Linked DNA regions of Bombyx mori: region 1 is linked to region 2. The links are chromatin contacts, called in public Hi-C maps. All regions are on one chromosome and are shown on one strand. The core of a region is the stretch at or near the end of the contact, and the rest is flanking DNA. Distances in the headings are between cores, read along the strand shown.

What was found. Hi-C and Micro-C count contacts between places; a contact is called where the count stands out from the background.
Region 1: a Hi-C map of posterior silk gland shows a contact between it and region 2, with 2.4 times the contacts expected there. The contact joins the enhancer-like site here to the promoter of LOC101744058 in region 2. A contact is called at or near these places in 2 of 7 Hi-C or Micro-C datasets (midgut and posterior silk gland).

What each region holds. Positions count from the first base shown.
Region 1 is chr26:6,399,151-6,406,567 of ASM3026992v2, forward strand. LOC101744058 (lateral signaling target protein 2 homolog) reads left to right here. Exons shown (of 14, transcript XM_004922060.5): 3 at 1,970-2,107; 4 at 5,128-5,318; 5 at 6,176-6,323. Among protein-coding and RNA genes, the nearest start is that of GSTe2, 22 kb to the right of the region's middle. Within about 2 kb of position 3,906, at least 2 of the 8 cell types and tissues checked have open chromatin away from gene starts, as enhancers often do.
Region 2 is chr26:6,357,111-6,363,897 of ASM3026992v2, forward strand. LOC101744058 (lateral signaling target protein 2 homolog) reads left to right here and starts at 2,878. Exons shown (of 14, transcript XM_004922060.5): 1 at 2,878-3,106. The coding sequence starts at 3,044.

The sequences.
Region 1 (7,417 bases), core at 2,656-5,155, 43 kb after region 2:
AATATTGTTAATTTATTGTAATGTAACAACATCAATATTATTATAAAATACAATCGTTGTATGGACACAGTTCTGTGTAAATAATGCAATCACTAAACTACATGTGTACCTACTGTAGAATCGATGAATAACTCTTGTAAAAATAGTCGGATGATTAATTTTTAACCTCGTTAACTGAATCAAAATGTGAGCCATTATGAACAATAACCTCTCATTGCTATTCTATAAAAAGTGTAAGAGTAATAAATTGATGCTCATAGAAAATAATGGTCACATTGTTTTACCAGTAGTAGAGTGGTTTGTGAGTAGGCAAGGGTACGTGCCGCCCTGCTTATTGCTGCCGTGAAGCAGTAATGCGTTTCGGTTTGAAGGGTAAGGCAGCCGTCGTAATGTTACAACTGAGCTCCGGTAAACATTTAAGGCCAGGTGGGCCGTGAGATTATCAAAGGAATAATTCTAATAAGCCCGTCTAGAAATTAAAAAAAATATTGTGAGTTTTCTTGTTGATTAGTTTCTTAATTTTAGAATAGTCGATTGTTTTTTAAACCAATGAATAATAAAACTGGCCTCTCAAAGTGGGTGGTGATATTCACGTTGTGTGATGGTCATAGGTTCTAGTAATCACTGTACCTACCACCAGTTGCGTCATCGTGAGTTCAACCGCTGAAAATTCCTCGTTTAAATACGATATAATTATGTAATTGAAATATTATAAATAAATCTTTGCACATCGAATTGAAAATATACATCTACATAATGTATATTTCAAATTAAATCTATATCTATACTAATATTATAAAGAGGAAAGATTTGTTTGTTTGTTTGTATTGAATAGTCTCCGAAACTACTGGACCGATTTGAAAAATTCTTTTACTGTTTCGAAGCTACACTATTCCCAAGTGACATAGGCTATAATCTTTTTTGAAAAAATTAGGGATCCTTACTAAAACTCCAATAATGTAACCCAAGGTGCGCTGCGAAAACTATTGATGATAGAATAAAATAATGTACTAAGACTTTGTAGAACACAGTTTTAAAGTAATTTAAAAAAATGAAAACTTCAAATATCGTGGAAGTTTTTGTTAAAGACCCGAGCAGAGCCGGGGCGGGCTTCTAGTTTAAAATACAAATATTATCTGAATAAACTGCTGACTGAAGATTGAGTATGCTTGATACTTGTACACCTATAAAAAAACGAAATGAAGCAAAATATTAAACGCATAAAGTATTATAACAATGGGCGTTCTTATCGCTAAGAGTTAAGAGATATTATACGACGCGAAAAGGGTGTTGTCAAGATAAATAAGGCTTCATGTTATTATCGACTAAGTTCGCTAAAATTACATAAGTACTATTTTATAATCATGCGAAATTTGACGGGATTATGATTGCGTGGAATTGTTACACTTCCGCGAACTCAAATCATGGCCACAAAAATATTGACCGATATAATTCACAATTTTAACACGGATTATTAATACGCTTTTATTAGCTTCAGACGTATGTATGTATGTATGTATGTTTGTAACGTTATCTTTGAACATGATTTGAGCCCCTTCAAAACGTCGGATTAACTCGAAATTTGTTATACTTATTAAGGACCGATGACAATACAATATTAAAAACAAAAAAATTTGAAATTCAACTAAAAATGAAAAATAAATTTACGCTTTTATAGAATTTTATTGTAAAAAAACGTAGGGTGCTTTTCAGGATATTATCAAAATAACCCTTCTACTCATATCTGTTCATAAAATATTTATAACTACTACCATGCACCCCACGCTTTTTTTACAATATAATCATTTTTTCTTACACTACTTTTAATTCAAATTTATTAAAAGTTATCTTCTGTTTTAGTTGAATTTTCTATAAAAGCGTATTTTGTTAGTTTTTTTTAAACTATTATTTATTTTGTATAAATGATTCTATTAAAAAAAAAGTTACTAAAGTCACATTTTCTTTCTAGGATCGCGTCTTGAACATCACTAGTCAGATCATGGATCAAGTTCTGGGCGACGAAAGGGTGGCGCGCGGCTTCCGAGTCAAGTTCCCAGAGGACGTTCTGCAAGACAACTTAGCTGGGCAGCTTTGGTTTGGCGCTGAGGTATTTTACAAAACAAAAATAAGTCTTTTAATTGGGTTTTTTAAAGATTTCTCAGGAGATTTACAGCCAGGATCTAAGAAGCTGAACCTAGATAGTTTTTTCAATTCTAATCACTACATAGTATAAAACAAAGTCGCCTTCTCTGTCCCTATATCTGTCCTGTGCTTAAATCTTTAAAACTACGCAACGGATTTTGATGCGGTTTTTTTTAATAGATAGAGTGATTGAAGCGGAGGGTTTATGTGTATAATAAAATCCATTAAATAGTGGAGAAATCAAAAATAAATTACAGTTTCCGAAGCGAAGCGAGGGCGGGTCGCTAGTATTCTTTTAAAAAAAGTATTTGGGCGTTTGCATTCGATCTTTATAATGGGCTATCGGCAGCAAATACTCGTAGAAATCTAGATCAATAACCGTGAGGATTTTGTTTACCTAAAGTCTACTACTATGGTATCATGTATTAAATAAATTCAGTTACGTTTTTGCTTAACTAAACTATTAGAGCGCGATCTATTTTGAACAGTTAAATATTTATAACAATGGGAAAGGAAATGTAAGGTCACGGTTGACATGTCACGGTTTTCCTGCAAAAAGATCGCACCAAGCTTAAAGCCTTGAACTTTGACAATAACGAAACTTAATATTGGAACCAGAAATTTCTTTTTCTTTTTTCGGTTCAAAGACTTAACACGAAACACCTAATCGGATATTCATAAAAATGGGGTATCATGAATTTAAATGTATTTATGTTTCATTCAAATTAAGCTTTGAGTACAAACGAACTGGGACGGATTATAACGTAACTACGCAGTTTCGTTGGATCAAAGAAAAATGACTTTTTTCTTCCACAATGTGAGTCATTCTTTGTATTAGTGAATTCTTATTAAATTTTTTATCGGTCTGTTTTCTTTGTCGCAAACGGCAAGTGTCCTTTGGTAGTGTACATATCTTCATTGATGCGGAAGATTTTTTATTTGGTTCGTACTAATAAAACGATAACAGTATTCATTGCTTATGTACCTACCCAAGATATACGTTAATTTATATTTATTTTATATTCGTGTTTAATTTTGGTACGAAACGAATGAAGTTTTTTAAATTTCATTATTCAGTTTTTTTTTTCCTACCTAAGCTGATGGCTTTGAGATACCATATCAGCGTCACCGGACGTGTAGGGGAGCTCACGGGGCTCAAAACTGACGTTGTTAGACCCTAGCAAGAGTCGTCGTGGCCTAAAGGATAAGACGTCCGGTGCATTCGTATGACGCGGCGCACCGGTGTTCGAATCCCGCAGGCGGGTACCAATTTTTCTACTGAAGTACGTACTCAACAAATGTTCACGATTCACTTCCACGGTGAAGGAATAACGTCGTGTGATAAAAACCAAACCCGCAAAATTATAATTTGCGTAATCACTGGTGGTAGGACCTCTTGGGAGTCCGCACGGGTAGGTACGACCACCCCGCCTATTTCCACCGTGAAGCAGTAATGCGTTTCGGTTCGAAAGGTGGGGTAGCCGTTGTATCTATAGTGAGACCTTAGAACTTATATCTCGAGGTGGGTGGCGCATTTACGTTGTAGATGTCTATGGGCTCCAGTAACCACTTAACATCAGGTGGGCTGTGAGCTCGTCCATCCATCTAAGCGATAAAAAAAAAAGTCGTGTTTCGTAGAATCTACCACCGGATCGGAAACGCGACCCACTTAGAAGATCCGGCGAGAAACTCAGTGGGCTGTGTCTGTAGGTTAATTTACTCGCCGAGCCCTTCGGGTTCGACGAGAACGATGACCGTTTTGTTCAGTTCATTATTTTCACACCACCGCAAAATGTGTCAATATCGTAATATCGGTGATGCGATGTCAATGACACGGAAAACTATAATTAAATAAATAAACTTTGCGGTTCTACCGTTTGTTGATACTGGATTGGTTTTTAATAATAGCTAACCAATTTATATTGTCATAAAATCAGATGTGTTTCTGCGTGTCTTATCTAATCGACACGTGCAGTCCATTTTGATGCCCATAGGCCTTTTGTATCTAATCAATACACACCCATTGTTAGGTGGAGATTTTTTCTTATACAATATTTACACGGCCCACATGATATAAGTAATAATATAACTATTCGTAACGTTTATACTATTAGAGGTAAGCTTCCTCATAATAATAACTTGTTATTGTGGTTTAAGACACAACGCGTATGTCGTCATTCACCTCATACTGAAGTCTCTGTTCTGTTATACTAAAAAGGTATCTGTGCACACTAAACTGAGACTCAGGATATGGCTAGATGAGATATTCTAAACATACCCTCTTGATCTCTGGGTCATGCACGAGTATTGAGATTTCGGTCCGATTCTCAAACCCGCAACAATGATGAATAATAATATAATTTAAGTCGAACGGTTCCATTCCACTGTAAGCGTATTCCGTAATCGTCCTGGTTACTTGGAAAGTGAGGCTTTTATTTTTAGTACATTGGGTGGGCTCTACACTAGCCCTTCAATACGAATAATTGAGATTGAGCCCTCCGCATTCCATTTAAAGAGTTGCTCTAATAAACCTCTCTCTCTCAATACACCCAGCTACTATCAGTGAAAGTTTTTGTTTTTTTATTGCTTAGATGGGTGAACGAGCTCAAAGCCCACCTGGTGTTAAGTGGTTACTGGACATCAGCATAGACATCAGCAATGTAAATGCGCCACCTACCTTGAGATATAAGTTCTAAGGTCTCAGTATAGTCACAACGGCTGCCCCATCCTTCAAACCGAAACGCATTACTGCTTCACGACAGAAATAGGCTTTGTGGTAGTATCTACCCGTGCGGACTCACAAGACTTCCTACCACCAGTTAACTTTAACATCTATAAAATAAATAAACAAAAAACTATTAACTGTTTTTATAGCCTGTTTACGCAGTGGTTACCGTCACTGATGGACGTCAGCAATGCCAACTTAACTGCCAACTTTACGGAGATCAAATAATGGATCTAATTATTCTGTACCGATTTGTTCAGTGTCTCGCCGCTGGTTCGTCAATAATGAATCGCGAAGAAGAATCGGCATCGATGCGCCCCCTAGCCAAAGCTTTGACGCGGAGCTTAGAGACCGTGAGGTCTTTGCTGCGAGAGCAGTGCCTTCGTCCCCGAGGACTGGCTTTGTCGCAGCACGATGACATGCTCCACGAAAGCCTGAGAATTTTTGATCGGTAAGTAAGTATATAAATACATTAACGTACCTACCTGGCTTATATCATCATTGCATTTTTTAAGCGTTTGTATATTAGAAAAAAAACTTGGAAATTTCTTGTAATTCTAATTCCCTACAAAAATATGTATTTCTTTTTACTACACGATAATTCGTTGAGATACAATAAAATTCCAAAGAAAAAATCCCGTGTTATTTAAATGGGAAATCAAAAATCACGATGCGGCACCTCTAAATATTAATATTAAGAGCTCAAAGCTTACCCGAATTTTTTTTTCGTCGTCTTGGACGATATTTTCGTCATACTTAAAGAAAAAAAAATACGTGACGTGAAGGCAGAGAGTTTCAATAGTTTCCGATTTTAGGTTATATCGAAAAAATTGCTACCACTGGAACTGAAAGGAATCTGGTTTGTCCTTTATTGCTTAGATGGGTGGGCGAGCTCACAGCCCACCTTGTGTTACGTGGTCACTGGTGCCCATAGACATCTACAACGTAAATGCCGCCACCCACCTTGAGATATGACTTCTAAGGTCTCAGTATAGTTATTCTGAACGCCTTTATTAATTTATTTTTTGAACAGATTTTTGAGAATCTTATATTATGATTTTTAAGGCACTTTATGCATTTTCTAAGAATGTGTAGCAATCATCATCACAATAAAGTTGATGATTCTGGGTTCATTATGCTTTATGATTCTGGGTTTGCGGTAGGCAGCGGCTTGGCTCTGCCCCTGGCATTGCTGAAGTCCATGGGCGACGGTAACCACTCACCATCAGGTGGGCCGTGTGCTCGTCTGCCTATATGAGCAATAAAAAAAAGCGATCGAAAAAAAAAATATGACCTAATTTTTTTCAGTTTGTTTGCTGAATTCGAACTATGCTATGTCAGCGCTATGGTGAACGTCAAAACCCCCCAAGAGTTCGAAGCGCAGCAGCTGATTTGCGTCCTGTTCTCGGAGAGCCTTCGTCGCGCCCTCAAACAGAACTTATTAGCTCAAGAGCAGGTGAGGATCGTGTTAGAATATCGCGTGTGCTAATGAATAGAAATGATGATGATATTAATTTATCCCTAACTAACGACCCGCCCTCGCTTCGCTTCGGAAACATTAAATTTTATTATTGATAGGTGAGTCCCGCCATGTTGCGCTCGGTACGACAATAACTGCGAGTGACGCCGCGGGGCGAAGCTAGTCTAAAAAAGTAGCCTAAGTTACTCCTTATATCATCAGCTACCTATCAGTGAAAGTCCCGTCAAAATCGGTCCGGCCGTTCCAGAGATTAGCCGAAACAAACAGACAAACAGACAAAAATTGTAAAAAATGTTATTTTGCTTTATGTACTTTATGTACCGTATTGCTTTATGTAGTAAAAAGCGGTTATTTCAATATTCCAAACATACTCCCAATTTTATTTATATGTATAGATGGGAAAGGCAAAGGACTTTAGTCCTAACAGCCAGGTCTTGTGTTCTTTAATGAATAGAAAGTTTTAATTGTCACTTGGAACTTCAATGTCACCTGTCAAAATTTGTTATCTGTGGAAATGTCACTAGTTAATTTCGTTAATTTTAGAACGCTCCTAACCTTTTCAACGGTATGTTAATTTGTTCACAAGCCACTTATGAATATGTTATACATGAATTAATTTAAACTTAAGAATTGTCTGAATCGTAATTATGAATTATTTTTAGAATATACACATGGAAATGTTGAGTTTTCTCTAATACTTGGTGGAATATACGATTGGGGGTGTGTTGTTGTTAGCCACCACGAATCGATATAATTATTCTGTCGGTAAAATGGTTTAAGGGTTGTAGGTGAATGACTTATCCGAAAACAATTTAATGATTACACGTCAAAAATATACCCAGTGTATAAAACCTTCTGGAACATTGCGATAAGCTATTTATTAAAACTAGTGGTCCCGCTGTAGTCGAAATTCGACTATAATTAATTGAAATTATAAGTCTGAACAGTATTATGGTTCTATTGTCAAAGACTATTATACTTCTATAATTACAGATTTCGCCAAGACTGCACTATAGATAAATAATATTAAAGATAAACAGTATTAACCTATTCTCAATTTAACCACGGAC
Region 2 (6,787 bases), core at 1,628-4,127:
GTGGCCTCTCGGCTGAAGGGCGCCGTGTACTTCTCTCGCGTCGCCGTACCATCTCCCGCTCTTGCTGCAGTTCCTGTTCTAGTCGCTGGATACGTTCTTGGTACAGTTCCAGCTCCCGGGCCCGGCTGCACGTGCGAGAGCTACGGCTGCGAGTACGAGATCGGTTGGGACCCGCTTCGCCTCGGCTTCCTTTACGGCTGCGCGAGGGTGTCATCAAATGATGTGTGCCTTCTCTATTCATGTTCTGGAACTTGCAGACGTTGCAAAATGTTATTCTAAATTGAACGTGAATTGAACCTATAATAATATAATATGAGAGATCAATTGTTTGTCTATAAATTCTTAGTCATCGCACCCATATCAAAATTATTTCACCTACCCCAAACGAAAATATCAATGAAAAGCATAGGCAGCGTTTTATCGACGGATCCACCATGCGAGTGGAACAGCGAGCAAAAATTAGTGGAATGATAACTATATAAAGTTCGTAACCAGTTATTAAATTCGTGGTTGAAGCTCAACAAACATTTGAACGTTAAGTTAAATTGAAACACGTGACATAACCATAACATTAGATACATTTTAGTTCTCAGTTATTCTGAATTAAAATAGTGGCTAGATACAGCAGAAGATGCTATCCCGTGCTAAGCTTTGAAGCTACCTCCGTACTCAGCGCGGTTCTAATTCATTTTTTTTTTAGAATCAAATAATTACGTCAAATTAACAAGAAACTCAAAAATGTACTTACGTGAGGCGACCGCACTTCTGAGATGTAAGACTCCACTTCCAACAGTCAGGAAATAATACACAGATTGCAGTAGTTTACTTAATTCTGTATTGCTTTATTTGAAACTCCACTTTTACAATCTTTAGACATCTGCTCACTACCGAATACACTGATTTCTCCTCTCGTTTCTCAGACTACCGCCTTTTTTATTATCTCACAACCCCACCACTGGCATTGCTACCACCAACAGTGTTGCTATTTGGCAATACAAAAATTGCCTTAACTTTAACATGACCAATTTTATTTTAATTATTTTACAACAAACCTTACAGCTTTTAACACAGTTTCTCCCCAAAATTTTTTGGACAAACCACTATCTTGCAACATACAACGCGCCTTTTCAATTACAATACGAATTGTACGCTCTGCCACTCCATTTTGTTGCGAAGTATGTGCCACTGACGTCTGATAATGGATACCATTAGCTCGTAGAAAGCTTGGAAATTTATCGTTTATATATTCACTACCATTATCGCTACGCAATTTTTTGATCTTTTTATTAATTTGATTCGCCACAAACACCTTGAATTCCTTAAATTTAGCAAATACTTCTGTTTTGGATTTCAACATATATCCCATAACTTTCCGACTAAACTCGTCAACAAAGATAAGAAAATATCGAGCACCACCCCATGTCTCTTCCTCCATGGGTCCAGCTAAATCTGTGTGAATCAACTCCAATATATCCTTAGCTCTTTTATTCTTTCTTTTTGGGAACTTTTTTACGCACTGCATACCTTTACAACAACTGACGCATGGTTCCTTACTAAATTTATTCAAGGTAAAGCCATCAAGCAACCCTCTTAATTTATTCATTAGAGCTGGTGATAAATGACCTAAACGCCTATGGCACAATTTATATTGATCGTTAACAGGCGAATTGATATCTTTAGTAACTAATGCCTTGTCATCTGGGTCTACTACATATAGCCCATCCTTTAAAGGTGCTTCTAAAATAGTTTTTCCCATTAAGGATACATCTGCAAATTTGTAAACTTTACAAGAATGTTTGTCAAAAACAACTGTACAATCATGCTTACAAATACTACTGACAGAAAGTAAATTGGTTATTAAATCTGGTATGTATAAAACATTCTCAAACTTTAACTTATAATTAGGCATCAATACATCACCCTTTACCTTAGATAATATTTTCTCATTATTAGCTGTAGTTATATACTTTCGGTAACCACCTTTAGCATTTACTAAAACATTGTCTGATGATGTCATATGAGATGTTGCCCCAGAATCTATAATACAATTTCTTGACTTTCCCATAATATAGAGTAAGGTAATAAAATCATTAGTCTTTTTTTGAGCTACGCATGCATTTGCATTACCTTTATTACCCCTATCTTTATAAAATTTACATTGCCATTTAAAATGACATTTTTTTTACAAAAATTACTGTCTTTTTCATACTACTACTAGGTTTTTCATTATTAGACACTAACACAGAATCCATTTCAACTGCCGGCTGCCTGCGCTGTCCTTCCTTCATTAGAGCAGATATGGCCGCTTCTGAAGTTAATTTCCTTCCAGAATGTTCCAACGTCATCACCAAAGGATTGTATTCCTCGGTCAACCCAGCTAACATTAAGATCCCAATGAATTCATCATCCAGTCCTGATTTGATTCGCTGTAAAGCCTGACTTGTCGCCTGCACTTCATTGATGTATGCTTCGATATGTGGAAAACATGATAATTTCAAATTAAAGATAAAGCATAATTCTTCGGATGTACATACAGACTTTTTTATTCTTTTCACATAAAGCTATACAACTAACTAACTGTTGCTAGGCAACAACTATTCTTCTTAATAAACTTAAGATGGTTACATATAGTAAGAAGGCCAGTTCTAACAGAATCTCAAGCTGATGAATCATGTATATTTAAGTTTTTCTGGGAATTTTAATTTGAACGAACTGGTTAATAGGGTCTGTTGGATTATAACCTATGATAATCTCTATTTATGAAGATAAATTCTTAAACATCATCGAGCAACCGTTTCCTATCGATTAGAAAAATCGATTGTGGCGCGTCACTTTTGTGATTCACTCATCAACCAATCAACTCATTCAATTTATTCATTCTTTCATTCCGCAACGTTAGGTGAATGGAACGCGGATTGTGAAAACATGGTTGCCTTTTGTGTTATTTGACGTAAATATTGTGCGAAAATAATATTTTCTGTTTACGAGTGTTTAGTGATTAATAAGTTTTATGATGTGTGTGTCCCTACTGTGATCTGTTCATATGAGGCTGCTATACAAAACTGGTCCGATGGAGTCGCTCAGAAAATGGTTTTACAAACCAAAGGTACGTCAGTGGTATTTTTCCTTTAAATTCTCGTCACGGTCATATACACGTTACAATATTCAATTCAGACAAGACTAAGGCATATTAATGAGTTTGCTTTGTAAACAGCATTCGAATAAATTCGAATCATTTAATGGTGTTGTCCTTTGTTGGGACACAGCGATCATCATTGTTGCACCTAAAAACACACTTTATATTTTGAATTCGCGGATTATTTAAAGTTGTAATTGGTACAGTATTGATTATGCTTTCCGTGGAACTAATCAATAAAGGAATTTAATATAAATTTTCCTAAATGTTCATAGAAATGTGTTTGTTGTCAGTTGTCGCTTATTTAAAATAGATTACCCACGTATCTACCCTTATCACGTTGCATTCATTCGGTTTTGAGTCATAGCGATTCTACTTAATTCTAATTTAATACAACCGAGGTATATTTATGTTATCAGAGTAAACACTATAAAAAACATATAAGAATATAAATGACAAAAAAAAAAACACCAAAATATCAAATTTAAAAAGTATCACTCAATTAAGAAAAGGTAAAAAATAAAAACTAATTTTTTTTTTTAGTTCAAGTTATTTTCAGTTTAAATTTAGAACCAAAAAGTAGTTTTTACATTTTAACTGATGTTAGTAAACATTTAATGCAGTATAATGCTGAGATAAGTAAATTCATGAATAACTAGTTTAACTAGTTTCTTGATTTTGTCGTTTTCCATGTCAACTTAGAACATTGAAAATGGCGACCTGAATCTTCTATATTTAGATTTGTTGCAAATGTTAAATTATTTACATAAGTTTCTTGAATTCGAAATGAGAGATATCTTGTGAATTTACAGTTTAAGCTTTAAATTATACTAGTAGTTCCAATACGACAATAACAGGAAAATAATCTTTTGAACTTTTGAAAGATAACTGATCTAGAGTTTTTAACTACTTTGAATAATAAAAAAAAAATGTTTGCTCTGCTTTTGGTGAGTTAAATAATTCTTAACTATTTGCTAATTTTAAATATTATACAGAGTTTTATTTTTGAAAAAAGAAACTGGTTTTTATCCGAAGTATTAGATGCTCATGTCAAATAATGTGACTATACTGGTGTTCAAACATAGTAGACTAGTAGCGATTTAAACAAAACTACTAAATGCATTGTTCGTAACATACACAATTGACTTCCACAATCTAGGAATGACATTATGTATGAAGGTCAAAAGAACTTAAAAAAATAACTTTTTATTTCTTATTCTAAGGAATTTTTGTTCTAAGAAAGTCTTTGTGTGCTTATGCCACAATTATGTATGTAAATTCTGCCACCAATTTTGAGCTATATGGTTGTAGTCTGTATTGTTTTATCTTAAGAGAACTTCGACAAAATCCTTAACGAAATCAAGTGTGGATTTTTCCTTATATCATATTATTAGATATCTATGACCTGAATGACCTGAATGACTTCTTCTGCAATTCAAATGGTTTGCCCTTGTTTTGTATGTTAAATTTTTATTATACCACCATAGGCTAGTCTGGTCTATCTATGGTTTTTGCTATATTGGATAAAAAAATTATAACAATTGACATGTGTGAGACCACTATATGAAAATTTACAGATTTGAGAGTTGATTGATTTTGAGTGTTAACGAAATAAACAGCGTAGCTTAACAAAAAAATGATAAATTTGTTATTGAGTGAAGAAAGGTTATAAAAAAATAATGAAGTAATTATAGAATGGGCAGCATTTTGTTCGATAATGAGAGATTTTCTATTAAATAGTTTTGTAAATAATCAAGTAAGATTGTTGTTAGTGATATTATATTAATAGTGAAAATCTCAAGTATATTTTATCTAGCTTTACTGATAGTAGGACCTCTTGTGAGTCCGCATGGGTAGGTACCACCACCCTGCCTATTTCTGCCGTGAAGCAGTAATGCGTTTCGGTTTGAAGGGTGGAGCAGCCGTTGTACCTATACTTGAGACCTTAGAACTTATATCTCAAGGTGGCTGGTGCATTTACATTGTAGATGTCTATGAGCTCCAGTAACCGCTTAACACCAGGTGGGCTGAGAGCTCGTCCACCCTTGTAAGTAATAAAAAAAATGCAAATTATGCATGCTTTTAGTAAATTTATTGGCTTATTCATCGACCACTCAGCTCAATCATGTAACACTCTTTCATTTCTTATTCTTGCTGACTCTCTCCAGTCCAGACAACACCCAGGTGTTTCTTACTTATGTATGTAAGTCTCTGGTAACCATAACACAGGGAATCCTAAGTTGGGGCGGATGATCATGGGTAATTTGTTCAGTCATGCCAGTTATAGTAACAACTTTACCACAATAACTTATTCTGACAGGAATTGTCAAATTTAAAGGAAACACCTGGGTGTTGTCTCTACTGGAGAGAGTCAGCAAGAATAAGAAATGAAAGAGTGTTACATGATTGAGCTGAGTGGTAGATGAATAAGCCAATAAACGTATATAAGTATATATGTTTAAATATATACATACACATATATGGATAATACATTATTGATTAAAAGAAATCTTTACTATTTTGATTTGTATTCTATTTATATACGTTCATTTCTTTCATACTATGTGCATTAACAATTTTATTGTCAAAAGAAGTTTCAATTGTAATTTATATGTGCAAAATGTATGGGTGGACGAGCTCACAGCCCACCTGATGTTAAGTGGTTACTGGTGCCCATAGACATCTACAATGTAAATGCGCCACCCACCTTGAGATATAAGGTCTAAGGTCTCAGTATAGCTACAGCGACTACCCCACCCTTCAAACCGAAACGCATTACTGCTTCACGTCAGAAATAGGCGGGGTGGTGGTACCTACCCGTGCGGACTCACAAGAGGTCCTACTACCAGTGAGAAATTTGCTCGCAATGTAACTCATTACACCCAACTCTAATGAAATTAGTAAGTTTGGAATAAGACTGAATTTTGCTACTGCCAAGATTTTGCTTTAGAAGGAAAAATGAAATATAAACATTGAATGTTGTTTATTTACCCAGTGCCATTGATATAATACACTTTTCAATGTAATTCCGTGTTTTGTTTGGATTACTCAAATTTTGCGTATATGTATTCCTTTTGTATCAGCAGCATTTACATTTACGAAAGTAAACAAAATTAAAATAGGTTAAACAAGCAAGATACCACAAAATTAATTTAACTTTGAAACGTTTACTATAGATACCGGTTTAGAATAGAACTTCCGTAAAATTCTATTCAGTTTTATTTGAGTGAAAAATACTGATTATCATAGTTTGATACCGAGAGGGCTGGTGGTCGTGGCGCCGACGACCGCCAGTCCGGCGTCCCGAGGGGGAGGGTGATGGGAGAGATGTGCTCCGCACTAAACACTTCACTGTCCCCCCTTTGCCTTTTCATGAGTTCTGTCTCATGTGAGGTTTGGACGTTGGTTGTTGAGCGACAGGAGGTTTTAATCGGTTCGACTCCGACATGCCCCGTCCTCCGTCCCCAGTGAAGGGCGGAAGACCGGCGATTTCCTCCTGACCAAAAAAAAAAAATATCTTAGTTTGATAATGGAGAGACTGATTTTTGTAGTTATTGATGCAAAGCCTGTAAACTAAGCTAATGCCGTTTGTCACTGTGGGACATCACAGAAATCTCATGTTTCAAGATGTCAGCGTATGTAGTTCAAAAG